2 separate regions of the Ovis aries genome follow, and region 1 is linked to region 2. The links are chromatin contacts, called in public Hi-C maps. All regions are on one chromosome and are shown on one strand. The core of a region is the stretch at or near the end of the contact, and the rest is flanking DNA. Distances in the headings are between cores, read along the strand shown.

Evidence for each region. A called contact is a pair of places that touch in the nucleus more often than the background predicts.
Region 1: a contact with region 2 is called in a Hi-C map of hypothalamus, with 2.9 times the contacts expected there. The contact joins the enhancer-like site here to the promoter of FOXP1 in region 2. A contact is called at or near these places in 3 of 16 Hi-C or Micro-C datasets (hypothalamus, liver and tail adipose tissue).

What each region holds. Positions count from the first base shown.
Region 1 is chr19:30,161,452-30,165,703 of ARS-UI_Ramb_v3.0, forward strand. All of the region lies in intron 2 of FOXP1 (forkhead box P1), which reads left to right. Among named protein-coding and RNA genes, the nearest start is that of FOXP1, 40 kb to the left of the region's middle. Within about 2 kb of position 1,675, at least 22 of the 54 cell types and tissues checked have an H3K27ac peak or open chromatin away from gene starts, as enhancers often do. A contact at or near this core is called in hypothalamus and tail adipose tissue, where this site is marked.
Region 2 is chr19:30,120,554-30,124,726 of ARS-UI_Ramb_v3.0, forward strand. FOXP1 (forkhead box P1) reads left to right here and starts at 2,730. Exons shown (of 21, transcript XM_060402218.1): 1 at 2,730-2,925. It overlaps LOC121817230 (a long non-coding RNA gene), which reads right to left and starts at 4,170. Exons shown (of 2, transcript XR_006057040.2): 1 at 3,724-4,170; 2 at 1-2,992.

The DNA.
Region 1 (4,252 bases), core at 425-2,924, 40 kb after region 2:
CAAGTGGTCTTTAATTTGTTTGGGGCTTTGAAAGATTGTTTAGCATTTTCCTTTCAAATGCAGGAGTAAGGAGAGCTTCGGGTTTGGATTCTGTAAACATGTGTTTTTGCCATTAACGTCAGGGCAAAGGCTTTCCTTTTTCTTTTTTTATTTGATTGGACAAACTGTTCACTTGTACTACTTCACTTCCTTATCTTTTCTTTCCTGCTTTATTCTCTTTTTGGACCCAATTTTCCCATTTTCCTTCCTTTCATTTTCTGTGTCTTTGAGGAAAATCAAGGCTGAAATATGTGTAAGTGACCAGTGCTATAGAAATTTTTAAAAGCTATAGATGTATTTTTTATTTCTTTTAGTTTTCTGTGTCTTTTCCTTTTTGAAGTCTCTGAGGAAAATTAAGGCTTAACTATGTGTAAGTGACCAATGCCGTAGCCATTAGGAAAGATACCAATAATTAAAAGATACGAAGTTTAAAGTAAAGTTTAAGAAAATGCCATAGCATTAGTCTTTTTGGCATATTTCAGTCCTGATTTGTCTAACAGACTTTTAAAAAGTAATATGTGTATGTGTGTGTGTGTATATGTATGTGTGAATATATATGCACACACATGCACACACAGTATGTAGTAAATAAGATTTCACATCTTTACAAATACATTCTAAAGAGAACCATTTCAGACACATGGACTTTTCCTGAAGATGGCATCTACCTTTATGTTGCTGTCTAAGGGGGTTCTGGCATTTTCTTTGTTAGTCAGATTGGAAGGAGTTGAGTAAACCAGAAAGAAGCCTGCCGCCTGCCTGCTCCAGGCATAGAGTTAGGGGACCTGGGCAGGTAGCACTCAGGTTTCCTGTGAGCCTGCCCTCCCACTTTGTTTCGAGGCAGAGGCTAGGGGATGTCTGTCCAGACAAGACTTGCCCAGCCACATCTGCGCCATGTAGCTGTCAGTTGTCACACACGCCCTCGAGTCTGCGCCTCTTAGGGGCACTGTTGCACATCGCAGCCTGGTTCTGTGGCTCAGCGTGGCTGGTGGCTGACCAGGGCTTGGTGTTGACCATGGTTAGGGTGACGAGGACACTTGAAAGACATAGAGATACCATGCACCCGGAGTCACTGCTGTTCCCAACCAGAGCTAGGTGCCCATTTCGCCCTGATCTTCCTCAATCCCTTTTCAAGTGGAAATTTTGCAAGTCGACTTCTGCAAGCATGCGTAGTACGATTTGGCTGACGGCAGTTTCTGGCAAAAGAAATAACCAAATTATTATTCAGTCATGGGTTTTTAACAGCCGCAGAGCAAGTGGATGTTAACTAAATGATGCAATTTATTCCCTTCCCTCTTATTGCCAGCTTGCCTATTACAGAACGACTGCCAGTTTTCAATAAGTGGTACCCAGATGGTATTCGCATGCCGCCCACTTGGTTACAGAGCCGAAGCGGGGAATAACTCGGCAGACACTACAAGCTGTGGGTCAATTGAGGGGGAATGCCTGTTGCTTCACAGTTTTGCATATGTAAATCTGTTAATGTTATGTCAGTATTGTGCGGGCTAAACACAAGCATTGCCTTTCTCTGGGGGCCCAGCTGAACTTGGACCACATCCCAGTCCTACCGAGGCTCGGAGAGCGAAGCTGCAGTTTGAGGATGCTGCGCAGCCTGCCTCCCTCCACTCCCGCCTCGCCGCTCTCGCGGTATCCACCGCCCGACTTGGACGCAGGAAGTGTCTGCCATAGGCTGACTCCATAATAGGACAGGCGGGCCGGTTTTATGAGGTTGGATGCGGAGGGTGGAGGAGTGTGAGCGCGTGTCTATTTTTAGGCCAGTCTTCAAGACAGTTCCTCGGGCCCAGCCTGCGCCTGCCTGCCTCGCTCACACTCTCCTCTGTGTGTCTGCCACACTTCTGCTCTCCATTTCATCAACTGCAGATGTGGCACACAGCCGTCTTAGAAGAGTCATGAACTGTGTCGTCTGCGCGGCTTAACAGCCAACATCTGTTGCAGCAGGCTGAAGGGAGAGGCAGGGAAATCATTTTCGGGAAGGCATTCAAGTGCCTCAACTTAGCCTCTTCTTTGGCCTGTGCAGACAATTATTTTACACTAATTGCATCAAGATAGCAGCTATAAAAACTGGGTTTGAAGCCCTCTCTTCCCCCATCCCCACCCCCTCATGAAAGTTGCAGCTACAAAGGGCAGTCCTTTTTTCCCCCCCCCCTTTTTATTGTGGTTTGTGTCTTGTTCTCAAAAGCTTATTACATTGGGTGCAAACAACAACAAAAATGCTATAAAAAGGCAAGAATCGTAATATGCTTAAGAGCTAAAAAGACCTATGGTGTTGGTGTAACCTATGAAAATATTCCTGCAGGTATTGTAAAATTTATGTGCCATATGAAAAACATTAAGGGTGTTGTTTTTTCGTGGAGGAAAATGTTCATCGTTGAGCCATTTTGTAAATTATTTTAAAGCTACATTTCTGCTAAAACCTCATGATTTTGATATATAAACCAGTTTAATGTTTTCTGCACAGACCCTGGCTTTTCTTAAATTTTATATATTGGAAAGCCCGTGTTTGTATTGGACCTTCTGGTTTGTTTCATATTGAAAATCCGTCTTGCGTGGCCCTGTGCCATGTGGCTTAGGAATAGTTTGACACGAGTCAAGCCTTGAATGTTGACTTTTGAGTCCTAAAAACTAGGCAAGACTGTGTTAATAAATATAGAGAAGTTTGGTAGTTTTTTTTTTTTTTAAGAGTAATTTGACGACAATAAGGATGTAAGGATGGGTTTTCTAATACGTTTGTCTGTTCTCAACTTTCATCCAGTTGTAATAGGGGCAACATTGTGTTTTGTACCAGGTCTTATTTTTTTTTAAAATGCTCTCAGTAAATTTTGGTTAATTACACATTCCAGCATCTCTGATTCTCTTGAAAGATTTGTTTCCGTGACATTTTGCCGTATCTGCTGTGCAGCTAGAGAAGCATGCTTCTCTCCTCACATTTCAAGTCTCTAGACTTTGTTCTGAAGAGCCAGATGGAAGTATGCAGATTGTTTTTATCTTTCGTCCTTCACACTGTAACCTGATCTCCAGCATATCTAGACATCTAGCAGAAAATTTACTATGTGAAAGCAAGGAAATGATTTAGAATATGGACCAGCCAGGGGAGGAAGGGCTTATGATGCACTTTATCAGAGCAAATCTCCCCACCCACCCACCCAACCCCTGAGCCCATCTTATTTTCTTTTCTTAAGAAATGGTTTTCTGATCAAGGGTACTTTTAAATGTGCCCAAATAAACTTCTTCCCACTTACCCTGGGCTGAGAACTGTAATTGCCCAGTGGGTTTGATAAACATGTAAATATGCATGCAGTTAAAGTTGATTACCTAATGATTAAAAGCTTAGAAGAAGCATGAATTGGTAGAATGATAGGCTGGACAGTGGCCTTGTAGATGAGACAGGGTAGTTTACTAAGATAAAGGACATTCCCAGAGTTACATATCTGGCCTGAGACATATCCAGGACTCAAACCCAGCATTCCCGCAATGGCTGCAGGAAACAGCACAATCTCAGGCTTCATAATATGTGTGCCTTTCATGGTAAAATATTTGCGAGCTTTTTGTTATGTGGTTCATATGCCTTGCTGGCCTAAAATGATTAAGGACAGTTGTCTCCTTCTGAACTTTGATTTCTGTTTGGAATCAAATTCGTAACTATTAATAGTATGAGGATCTTCAAGTTAATAACTGTATCAGGGTATCAGATACTTGCTACACTCTTGAGTAAGTATGTGTGGTATGTACAGTGTCTGTTTACACACCTTGCGTAGTGTCTACATTTTATACTCACGTGACATAGGTTTAAAAACTAGCTATGGCCTTTGTAAAATATGCAGCCTTGGGTCAGTTACCCTAACACCTCCGGGTCTCTGTTTTCTCTTGCCTGCAACAATGATAATAATAGTACTTGCCTAAGAATCGTCCCAAGAAGTTAATGAGATGACACACATATACTTAGCATTGCCAGCACAGCACACAGTATGCTTTCCTTAGTGAAATATTATTTAAATCAATTATCCACTGTTATAGTAGGGATATTTTCATTACTCTAGGAGGGGAGTGAAAAAGGATCTTGCTGCGATTTATGTCCAAGAGTATTTTGCCTGTGTTTTTCTCTTAAGAGTTTGATAGTGTCTGGCCTTACAGTTAAGTCTTTAATCCATTTTGAATTTATTTTTTTGTATGGTGGTAGCAAGTGTTCTGATTT
Region 2 (4,173 bases), core at 1,480-3,979:
ACTTGTTGCCAGTCTGATTTTGGCCCCCACTTTCAGGTGAATGTAAGAAAGTTAAAATGCAGAATAAGATCAGTGGTAACCTAAAGATCTCCTTTAGTATGGCAATGCTAATAATTTAAAAAAAACACACACACACAAAACTCACTATTTGATCTGAAAACAAGATCAGAGCATGAATTGTTCTTTAGAGATGATGAATAAATTTGTCATATTGAAATAAATTGCTATTCCCCTGAGTTATAATTTTGCAACCCAACATATACCATAACATGTTATATCGGGCATAAACACTGTAGAAATGAAAAACATCATCACATCCCCAGCCAACAACCCTCCATAGACTGGCTACTTTGTAGATTTCCATTTACTTCCATGTAAATTCAGCATATGGAATTTCCAGTGATGGTAATGGGTGGTAAAGGGTTGTTCATAGTGTTAACTGAGAAGACAAAGCTTTTATATAATTGTCTAGTACATGGTAAGGATTCAATAAATATTAGATGTTATCACTGACAGATGTAGACTGTGAGCTCCTCAAGGGCAGAAATTTTATGTATTTTTGCATCCCTCAGTGCCTACTATATGGTCTAGAACATAGTAGGTGTGTCATGTCTTAATTTCTTGAATCAAAGAACACAACTCTAGCCTCTAGGAAGCTAGGAAGTGCTGCAGGAACTGAAACACATTTTCTTTATCTCGATTCTAGTCTAAAGATCTGATGGATGGTTTTGCCTGGATAGCCTAGCGTCTTACACAGCATGCATTCAACAAGAATTCTACTGTGTTGTAATTACCTTAGCATGGTCTCCCTGTCTCTGGCTTTATTCTGTAGCATGAGTGAATGATTTTTTTTTTTTACTTGCAAAACAGATACAATTTTAAAATGGTAGTCTTATGCTATTGTTGAAATTGAGATTTAGAATTCTTCAGTAAATGAATGTTTTAAAATATTTGTATACAGACAGTATCCAAAAAATTGATAATAACTCTTTTTCAGAATATTGGTTATCTACAACTGCCCCAGCCAGGCTAAAGACCAGAGAGATAATACTTACCCTCCCCACCAGGTCTTCCCCCCTTCCCCCATTGTCTCCTCACCTCCCAAGTACTTTGTAGGAATCCACAGGACTGGCTGCCAATATATTCTCATAAAGAGTTACCCTGCTATACCACCCAGCCGGTAGCTGGAAATGCTGGTATGTTAGCGGCATCTGAGGTTAAGAGTCTGAAAAAATTATTTCTGTTAAAAACAATAACAAACCATAGAGCCATGTATCTTTCCAAGTCACAGTGTGGAAACAGAAAGTCATCTTCCTTCTCTATTTGTATTGATGATAGTGAAAGAAATGCTTGTGTCTTTTGTTTTGTACATGTATATTTCAAAATATTTAATCCAGGCTCCTAATTTACTCCTTCAAATTTCTAAATTCCACCAAACTTCAAAGCAACAAAAAGAAAAAAAGTCTCACCTTTTCAAAGAATTGGACAAAGCTTTTTACATGTGACTGATCTCTGGGAGAGAAGGTAATTTGTGTTAAACAACTGATTGACATTCTAGCCCCCTGGGCGTTTTCCTAAGAGAAACCGTGGCAAGAACAGAGCTCCCAACGCAGCCACTTTCCCCTGAAGTGGATCTAACTACACATTCCTGCAGTGACTCTGAGAAGGAAGGACGGGGAAGCGTCCCACATTACACTCTCCTGCTTCAGAAATACAGGGGGAAAAACCCCTCGCTGGCTGGTTTCTCTTTCTTGCAAACAGGGGTTTGTCCTCCTGCTGAACTTTCACCTTCCGAACTCGCCTTCTTTCATTGGACAAAGTACAGAAAGAAAGAGGAGAGACCGAGGGAGGACGGGAGAGAAGGAGAAAGGGGGTTGAAAACACCACCCCCTCCCCCTCCTTCAACTGTCACTGATGGCAAAACACTTTCACTTTTAACTGGAGGAAACTCACATCCCTGTCTATCCTCTCCTCTTCCTTCTGTATTTTTAGCTCAGAAACCAAGCAAATAGCCGTCGCCTTACGATCTTCGTCCCTAGTTGCTAACACTCTCCCTCTCGCTTTTTTCCCCAGGGTCTGAATGGGCCCCCCTTTCCCCTCTTCTGAGGAATCCCCCTCCCCCATGCCCCTTGTTTTCCAGGTCTTTCTTGCCTGATTCCTCTTTTGCCAGGGACTGCTCTGGCGTGGCCCTCCTCTCTCTCGGGTCTGCAGGCTCTGCCTCCCTCTCTCCCATCCAGCCTGGACGCCCCTCACTCCTACCTCTCTGTTCCCCTTGCCCCCAATTCCCACCTCCCCCAGCCCTGCTTTGGCAACTGCGATTTTTTTTTTTTTTTTTTTGCTGCAAGCCTTGTTGTTTACCCAGCAGGTGGATGTGACGTCAGGGACGCACAACAGCAAAAAATAACAACATCTCCCTCCGCGACGTGTTGGCCTCGCGCGCGCCTTATTTATTTATTTGTTCCGGGGGTGGGGGCGGGCACCAGCACCTAAGTGGCTTGGGGAAGGAGGGTGAGCAGGCTCAGGCCCGGGGGTGGTTTGTGGGCGCGTGAGGTGGAGAAGGGGCCCAGGCTGGATGTCAGGGGTGGGAGCAGGCTGGGGAAAGCCCCGGCCCGACGCCGTCCGCGCCTCTGCGGCCGCCGCCACCACTGGCGCTAGCTGGGCTCCGGGAAGCTAGTCCGGAGCGGAGGAATCTATTGTTATTTATTGTGTGGCGGTTTCATGCTGTACTCGCGCGGCCCGGCCCTCGCCCGGGAGTGCGTGTGTATGTGTGTGTCTGTGTGTGTGTGTGTGTGTATATGTGCGCGCGCGCGCGCGTGTGTGACCAAGTGAGTGTGTTTGCGGGGGTGCGCGCGCGGGCGGGAGTGGGCGCGCTCGGGGAAAGGCCCGAAAACACCTTAGTTTGCACCGAGAGACCATTTGCAGCGGGTGAGTTTGTATTTTTCCATTTCTGCTCCACTTTTTCCCAAGCCGCCTCCTGCCTTGTTTCCGACCACTTTAAACAACAAAAACAACAACCAAAAAAAAAAAAAAAAGAAAGAAAGAAAGAAAAGAAAAATATCTACTTTCCATCTCCCGGCTCCACGGCTCCACGTGCATCTCCCCCAGCCCTCCCCAGAGGCAGCCTCTCTCTTCCCAGGGTCAGGGCCAGGCTCTGGGGTGGGTGGGGGCTGCGAGTCGCCTGGGGGTGGAGGGGTTTCCAGGGGCACTGCTCTCTTGGGTGCATTTCCATAAGTCAAATGGGGGGTGGGGCGGCGAAGGCAGCGGCGAGGAGGCAATCTCGCCTTCCCCTTGGCCCCTTCACGCGTTGTTCTGCACTCGCCGTGGGGAGAGAAATCGATAAGCCCAGGCGGCCTGGTGTAACTTTCAGTGTCCGTTGTTGGGGTGCCTTCCGAGTAGCTGCCGGGAGGGCGCAGGGCCCGGGGTCAGGTCCACGGCGGGAGGGGGGCGCGCTGCTGGGTGCTTCTCGAGCCCAAAGTTTGCACTTAGAGCAAACTTTTTCCCTTCGCTCAACTGCTAGTGTTTGTCCCCTCTGTGCCCAGGGGCTGCTCCGTGGGCCTCAGCAGAATGACTGGGGATGTCCGCGCCCTAGGCCCCGCGGCTGGGGACGTCTCTAGTGCTACGCACGCCGCGTCCCGACCTCGATGGCGGGGACACTCCTCTGTCGCACCCCAGAGCCCAGAAAACTCAAAACACATACCCGCACACCCTCAGCTAGACACGTACCCCTCACGCGCTCGGCCCAGCGAACTCAGCCTCCCTGCCAGGGATCCGCGACTGCCGTGGCCAGCTCCGCGAGTGAGAGTGGGAGCAGGGCGCGCTGCGGGTCGTCGCCGCGCGCGGATTCCTCTCCACGCCATCACATGCACTTTCTGGGTGTACTCCCCTCTTAAGAACGGGGGTGGAGGGGATTTCCCAAGCCTCGATATGTCCTGAGACGTGCGCGAGTCGCCGCGTCCCTTTGGCGCTGTCCCGGCAGCCGATGGCTCTCTGTTCCTCGTCTGCGCGCCGCCTTCTTCCCGAGCTCCCGGCGCTCCATTCGTGCCCCGCAGAGAGGATTCAGCTGAGCCAGCCCGCGAGCCGGGCGGCCGTGCGCCTCGGGTGGGGACCGAGGTGGCGGCGCCGGGAGCCGAGGGGTTTGCCAGTTGCTGCAGGGTCGCGGTCATTCACTGCCTC